Linked DNA regions of Zeugodacus cucurbitae: region 2 is linked to region 1. The links are chromatin contacts, called in public Hi-C maps. All regions are on one chromosome and are shown on one strand. Each heading gives the region's core, a stretch centred on a gene start, on an enhancer-like site or on the middle of the called end of the contact. The rest is flanking DNA. Distances are from core to core; before and after follow the strand shown. Region 1 holds the start of LOC105209091 (matrix metalloproteinase-25). Region 2 holds the start of LOC105210035 (DENN domain-containing protein Crag).

Region 1 (3,240 bases), core at 218-2,717:
AGAATCCGAAGAAGTCTCTGTATCATATCATGACCATTGAATAATTATGGATCCAGTCGTACACAAAAGGTGGCAAAGGTATGGAAACTCTTCTATTGACCGCGTTTCGTTTTCCATGATACATAAGGTGTGATCGACATAGATTACCTTGAGAAGGGAAAACCGGACTCTACTAAAAGCAATATTTAGGTGAACAAACAGGTAAACAAATAGGACGCGTGAAAAAAATTTAAATTTGATCTCACTAAGGGCCACTGGAGCGAAAAATTAATTTTGCCCGAAAGTGGTCGTCACAACAAAAAAAAATAATAATATTAGAGGCACAGAAAATGAAAGTGCGAGTATAAGGGCAAAAAATACATGGAGTACTAAGGAAATAAAAGGGGAAAAGGAGATTATTACATATACAGGTTATCTCATGATAGCACAATATTAAGATGCGAAAGTCACCCTTCGTAGCTGTTGACGTCGATACGAAAATCATGGCTTTTGGACGCCATGAATAAATACAAGGAGTTGCTATCCAGAATAAAGATATCACAACCGATCACATGAGACCATAATAGCCCTATCGCAGCTTCTTTTGGATATTGTAGAAGGCTAAATTCCTAGATATCCAGACCAAACATATGTTCTGTACCCAACGAGTCCCCGCATAACACTACCCATATTTTTGCAAACTCAACGAGCTCAATTCAACTAACACCCCTCTCTATATGGTCCGAACCTGCCGAAACAAACTCGTTTCTTGGGTCTCCTTTTAGATATTCTCAATGACAACTAGACTTAAGGTTACCCTCCAATTGGATAATAGTCTCAACAACAACCCTAATGGCTTTTTCATTTCATAACTACGAGCTTTTCATACATTAATCAATGCATTAGTGGAATATGCATAGGTCTACCGATGATAAAGTCTAGACTGATGATGCTGCAACGAAAATCAAATTGGAATATTCAAACCAGAACTTTAGTACAGTGCTCTGAAGCTCGGAAGGTTATAAAATATATATGTTTTGAGCTTCGATTTATTTTCGCCCGCATCCTTCGGATTTAGTCCCCAGCAAGGTGCTTAGTGTCTTCCGATATCAAAAAGTTGAAAGATCCTAAAATAGGAAAATTGCTTTCGATAGCTAAAAGAATCCACTACTGGATTATAAAAAGATTTGCTTATCTTAAAGAAATTTAAAAGCCCATTAAAGAGAGCCCGTTGACTCACTGTTCAGTTGACAAAAATATACAAATCTATAGTATATTTTTAACGACTGGTTGCCGATGAGCTCCAGCGAGTTTCACTCGATTTATGAATTAAAACCACATACACAGTCCTCATCGCTAGCACATATCTTGCGCTGTCAAGCCACGCCTCTACTCATCAAGCTTGCTTCAACGCCATCACATTTATACACAACGAAAATTTACTTATATTCTTACGCACGCGTTGATGATAAGCGCTCGGCGCCAAGTAAATAAATGACCACGCCGATCCATCGACTGGACGCACTCTTGAATCAGTTGCGAAAAACTGCTCTCCTCGTTCGGAACTGTGCGTGCGTGCGGCTAAACGGAAGTGTTTAAATAAATTTCAAAATTATGACGTCACTTTGGCTTTGGCTGATTATAACCTTGATGCTAGCGTGGGAGACGCGGCAAGCGCCAGCTAATATACAAGATTCAATAAGTGCAACAACATCAACAATGGCTGTAGAAATTACTCAGCAAGCGGATGTGCGCGAAAAACGGAACATTGAAGTGCCGCCACCGGAAATTGTATGCAAAACAAGAATCATAAGAATGGGAACAACTACAACACAGCTGATTGTATTGTATTCTAATTTTAGTTACGTTTTATGCGTCGCTTTGGCTACTTGGAGGCCAATCCCAGCGATTCGGAATCACTTTATCATGAGTCGGCGATTATCGAAGCTATAAAGAATGTACAAAAATATGGTGCGCTCAATCAGACGGGCGAGCTGGACAATCAAACATTGGAGGTAACACAAAACGACGACGACGAGCACCACATAAAAGCAATCACACCAACATAAAACATGCAATTAGCGCCGCTGATATTGATAAGCGTGTGTGACTTGAGTGAACTTAATGGCACTTTCAAGCTCGTTACTTTAATATGCGCATCAGAAGCGTTTTAATTTTAGCTTTTATTTACTTTTAAGCTCTTCAACAAGCCACGCTGCGGCGTCCCTGACATTGAAGGAACTCCCTATTATCTGACAAGCAGTACACAGCGCTCTTATATGCAAAGCATCAGAGACAGAAGGAGTGAGTCACGCGAAGGAAGTGATTTTCGTATGCGGCGCAAACGTTTTGTGGTCGGTGCGCCTACTTGGAAGAAACGGCGCTTACGTTACCAGTAAATATGTCTATTAGGGAAGTGGTGTTTGTGTAAACGTGGAAAACAAACCAGTAATGACTCGAAGTAGAAAAAGTAAACAGCTATAGAACTTGGCGGGATTAAACCCCAGCAAAATCCAAATCTATTGTTCCAGAAAAGATCACATAATTGCGTTCTCAAAACGATTAAGAATTTCTTTTGTAAGATCTGTAAGAAAGAGCAGATAAACCTATAGAAAACAGGAAAACCAGGAGAGTTGTGAGGAATCAACTTCACTGTGTCGATTCCTATAACGCCCTAACTTATACTTTGCGTTTCTCTCAAGCTCTCTTCATCCCAGTTTCTAATCCACGTTTCTCTCAAGCTCGTTCTCAATCAGTTCGTGTTGCTTATTTCTCCGGAGGTCCAAACCTGCATCTCTTCAAACTTCAGCTTTCGGTAACTCTCCCTTCTCCTCAGGATTCGCTCGATCTCAACCCTTCTAAAAGCTTATTGATCTGAGCTTCGATAGTTGATCCCATATACCCGGGAATCAGAGAACACAGAGCAGAGTTCAACTGAAGAAGATCGTATCCACTAGATACTTCATCAACGATCTTCCTATCAAAATGGTATACACAATTAGTCTTATAAATGACGATCCTCTAGTATCCTTCCTTCCTTCGTCAGTTGGCTCCGGATTTTTACCTAACCCATGACTGTCACGTCCTTTCCACAAAATTCTTTATTCTTTTCCTGAGTAGCAAGCAACATTATAATTTTGACCGCTGAAGTCTGCTTAGACAAGAAAGATGACACAATACACAAACGCCACTACAACTCACAGCAGCGTTATTACAAATTTTTAAATTCTCAATATTTTTCCCAGCATCAGCAATTGGTCC
Region 2 (3,240 bases), core at 316-2,815, 540 kb before region 1:
AATTTCGGACGGTACATAGATTTTTTGTAGCATAAATATACATCACTGCCCATATAACCCTTATTCAGCGTTTTGTAGATGAGGCAGAATGCATGCGGTGGTCTTTCACCTTTACTTTGTACGATCACACATAAATCGGTAACGACCAGCTCGTTGCACGGCATATCGGGTCTTGCACGTCGGTATGTGAGATAAATTTTCGATGAAGAATTATTCACATTTGCGATACGTCCACCCGGTGTTTCGGCGACGATTTCGGCATCAGACATGATGCGTTCATGTCCATCGTATAGTACACCTATATAGATTTTTTAGATTATATTATTGCATTAATAGAAAAATATAAGTATTTACCTATATCCACCAAAGGCGGTCGATCTTTACCACGCTTATAATAAATATAACACTCTGTTGAACGCATTGAGCCATGATTGAGATTCGCAGGCAGTCCTGTAGGCGTTGTCTCCAACACCTCATAACCTTCGGGCACTTCCTCATCGAGTAACGGAAAGTATACACCAATATCTGTGATAGGTTCAATAGTATTGGCGGCACGTAAATGCCCAGATTCGCTAAATATATTCTCCTGCAACAATTGCGGTTGTTCTGGCATGCCAGCGACTACAAAGTAGTCAGCAATCCGTTTCTCCTCCATTGCGCTGTAGATAATAAAATGTTTCAGAATAACAAACACTGATATCGTGTAACTAAGAATACAACGCTTTTTTATATCTATAACAATTGCACTTTGTTTTCATTTGACGTTTTCATCGCCTTTGTTTTGGTCACTAACGAACACACAGCAACCACAATCCAATCAGATCTTGCTATGCACCGTTCACAATAGTGCACACAAAATGCATTTACTTGCAATTGCTGTTTATTGAGTCAAAACACTTTTTTTTTTGATTAACGCACAACAACCTGTTCTTCCCACTTAATGAAATCCTTCGATTTACATTGTACAATATATGTATATTTGTTAACGCCTTCCTTAAATCTAGTTTCTTACAAGGAGCGGGCTCAAACAAGTTCGCCCTTGCAGCTTTGCACTGTCATATGAATCACCGCCCCGTCACTTCCTCTTCTAGTATTGCTACAATTTGCTGTCGGGGTCAAATTGCTATTAGCCTCATCGTAGACCACCCGTTGCCAATGAAAATTTCTACTTTGCGGCTCAATTTACTATTATTACAAACACACAATTTGTTTATGTATTGTTAAAAAACACAACTCACTTTAATTGATTTTGCTAGGCTTTGCAATTTACGATTCAATTTGCTCATTAACTAGCCTGCTGCCTTTTACTTTTGCCTTGTACTCCTTTTTTCGTCGTGTGCTTCTAGTAGAAAAATTTTCACAGCACTGCGTAAAAAATGTTTTGACGTTTTACATCACCATTTCTCAGTTAAATACTGTTACAATTAATCGCCGTTGATAAATAAATGATTAATGAATGATTATTTAAATATTCTAATGAAGAATAAAATTCAGAAATGCTTCACTATTGGAATTTATTTTCCTTTGCAAAATCCATTGGTTCGGTGACTGCCAAATGCAATGAGTGTTGCCAGCTGTGGCAATTCGGAAATGTCAAATGTAATGCTTGGTGTACTTTAGAGTTAAACATTATAAATATTTGTATTATAAATTATTATAAATTTAAAAACAAGGTAAAATATCTTGCAATTTTTAATGAATTTATTAAAGAATTTATTTAATTTAAAAATATATTTGTGTTACTCGTTGCAACCCTTTACAAACTGTCATCTGCATTGTTTGGTAACTGTTATAAACTGTACTAAACGCACCGGAACTGACATAATTCGAACAGAATTCATTTAAATTTGTCAAAAATCAGTTTACGCTGTTGAGTCGTCAATAAATTATTTTATTATTATTACAAATTACTTTTGCGCTCCATTTTCATTATTTTCTGTTACTGTTGCTATAAAATAATATAAAATACGAATGCGTGTATGATTATATCGTTGTTCTCTTTACTACTCTTTTGTATATAAGGAATTCGTTGCAACAAAGAAACTGTTTGGAAGCTGCAACTTTCTGAATAAATGTTAAATTAAGAACGCAAAATGGATTATTAGTAAACATTATTGTGTAAGAAGTAAGTAAATAAGTTTATTGTTATTTTTTATTAATAAAGTGTACATATTTTTTTTCTTTGAATTCTCCTTTACCGCATCGAAATGTGAACAATCAGCACGCGTAAGTAATCATATCAAGAGATCGGTTAATTAAGGAACGTGCGCTAAAAGAACATCACAAGAGATGGCCCAAGACAAAATATAATAGAATAGAAAATCAGCGGGCGAAAATAATATATTCTAAGAAACACAATCAACCATTCCAAGGCAGTTTAAAACTTGTAGGAGAAGTTCTCTGTTAGTAGGAGAAGTTCAACTAAACTTCTATAAGTTCTAAAAGTGCAAAATTTAAGTGGTCGGTTTTCGTCTCATAATGCTCATTATATCGGTGTGAAAGCTACTTTACCTGACTTATTGAGTATCTTGAGGTTTACCCAATTTATGTGCGCTATAAGCTATCACGTAAACCTACCTGACAAATTCAAGTGAGACATGTGCAAATTTAAATTTTTTTCCATTGTCTTCCACCTCCGAGCCTTTTTAATTTCTACTGTGACAAATTCACGTACACATGCGGTCCGAACAAATACGCACGTGTGTTCCTATGATAACCACAACACGCACAGCTGCAACTAGCACAAAAAGATAAAGCAATGAAGAGATGCAGGAAATTTCCGCAAAAAACATTGGCTAACAAGTGTTTGGTGGTATCACATAAAAACAAGAATAAAAAACTGTGTGGGTGAGGGAGAACAGCAGACAATCATAAGGTAATTGTGTGTGTAGGACTTTTACCTATCATCAAAGTCACTCAGTGAGTAAAGAGAGAGAGAGTATGAGCAGCGAATATTGAGTTGCTCAATATTTGAGAGTATAAAATTTGGCTGGCAGATTTACAACCCACACATAACTGTCCCAAGATATCAAAAGTAAGAGCTGTTATCAAAACAAATTGATTTTATTCCCTTTAGTTGCATTTTGTATCCTTTATCAGCAGGTCACGGGAGCGTATAATGTCGTTGGACTTTATATTGATATATATATATATGCGGCGTAACAGACGTAAACACATTCCACTGAGGGATTTTTACGTAACGATTTGAAGATTTTGGCGCAAATTTTAGCGGCAAAGGAA

The links. A called contact is a pair of places that touch in the nucleus more often than the background predicts.
Region 2: a contact with region 1 is called in a Hi-C map of whole body, with 4 times the contacts expected there. The contact joins the promoter of LOC105210035 here to the promoter of LOC105209091 in region 1. A contact is called at or near these places in 2 of 2 Hi-C or Micro-C datasets (both in whole body).

What each region holds. Positions count from the first base shown.
Region 1 is chr5:57,230,998-57,234,237 of idZeuCucr1.2, reverse strand. It overlaps LOC105209091 (matrix metalloproteinase-25), which reads left to right and starts at 1,467. Exons shown (of 10, transcript XM_011179285.3): 1 at 1,467-1,770; 2 at 1,842-1,994; 3 at 2,178-2,374; 4 at 3,225-3,240. The coding sequence starts at 1,594.
Region 2 is chr5:57,768,270-57,771,509 of idZeuCucr1.2, reverse strand. It overlaps LOC105210035 (DENN domain-containing protein Crag), which reads right to left and starts at 1,565. Exons shown (of 18, transcript XM_011180756.3): 1 at 1,239-1,565; 2 at 355-659; 3 at 1-298. The coding sequence starts at 655. It overlaps LOC105210036 (a long non-coding RNA gene), which reads left to right and starts at 1,823. Exons shown (of 4, transcript XR_008471444.1): 1 at 1,823-2,125; 2 at 2,222-3,034; 3 at 3,100-3,240.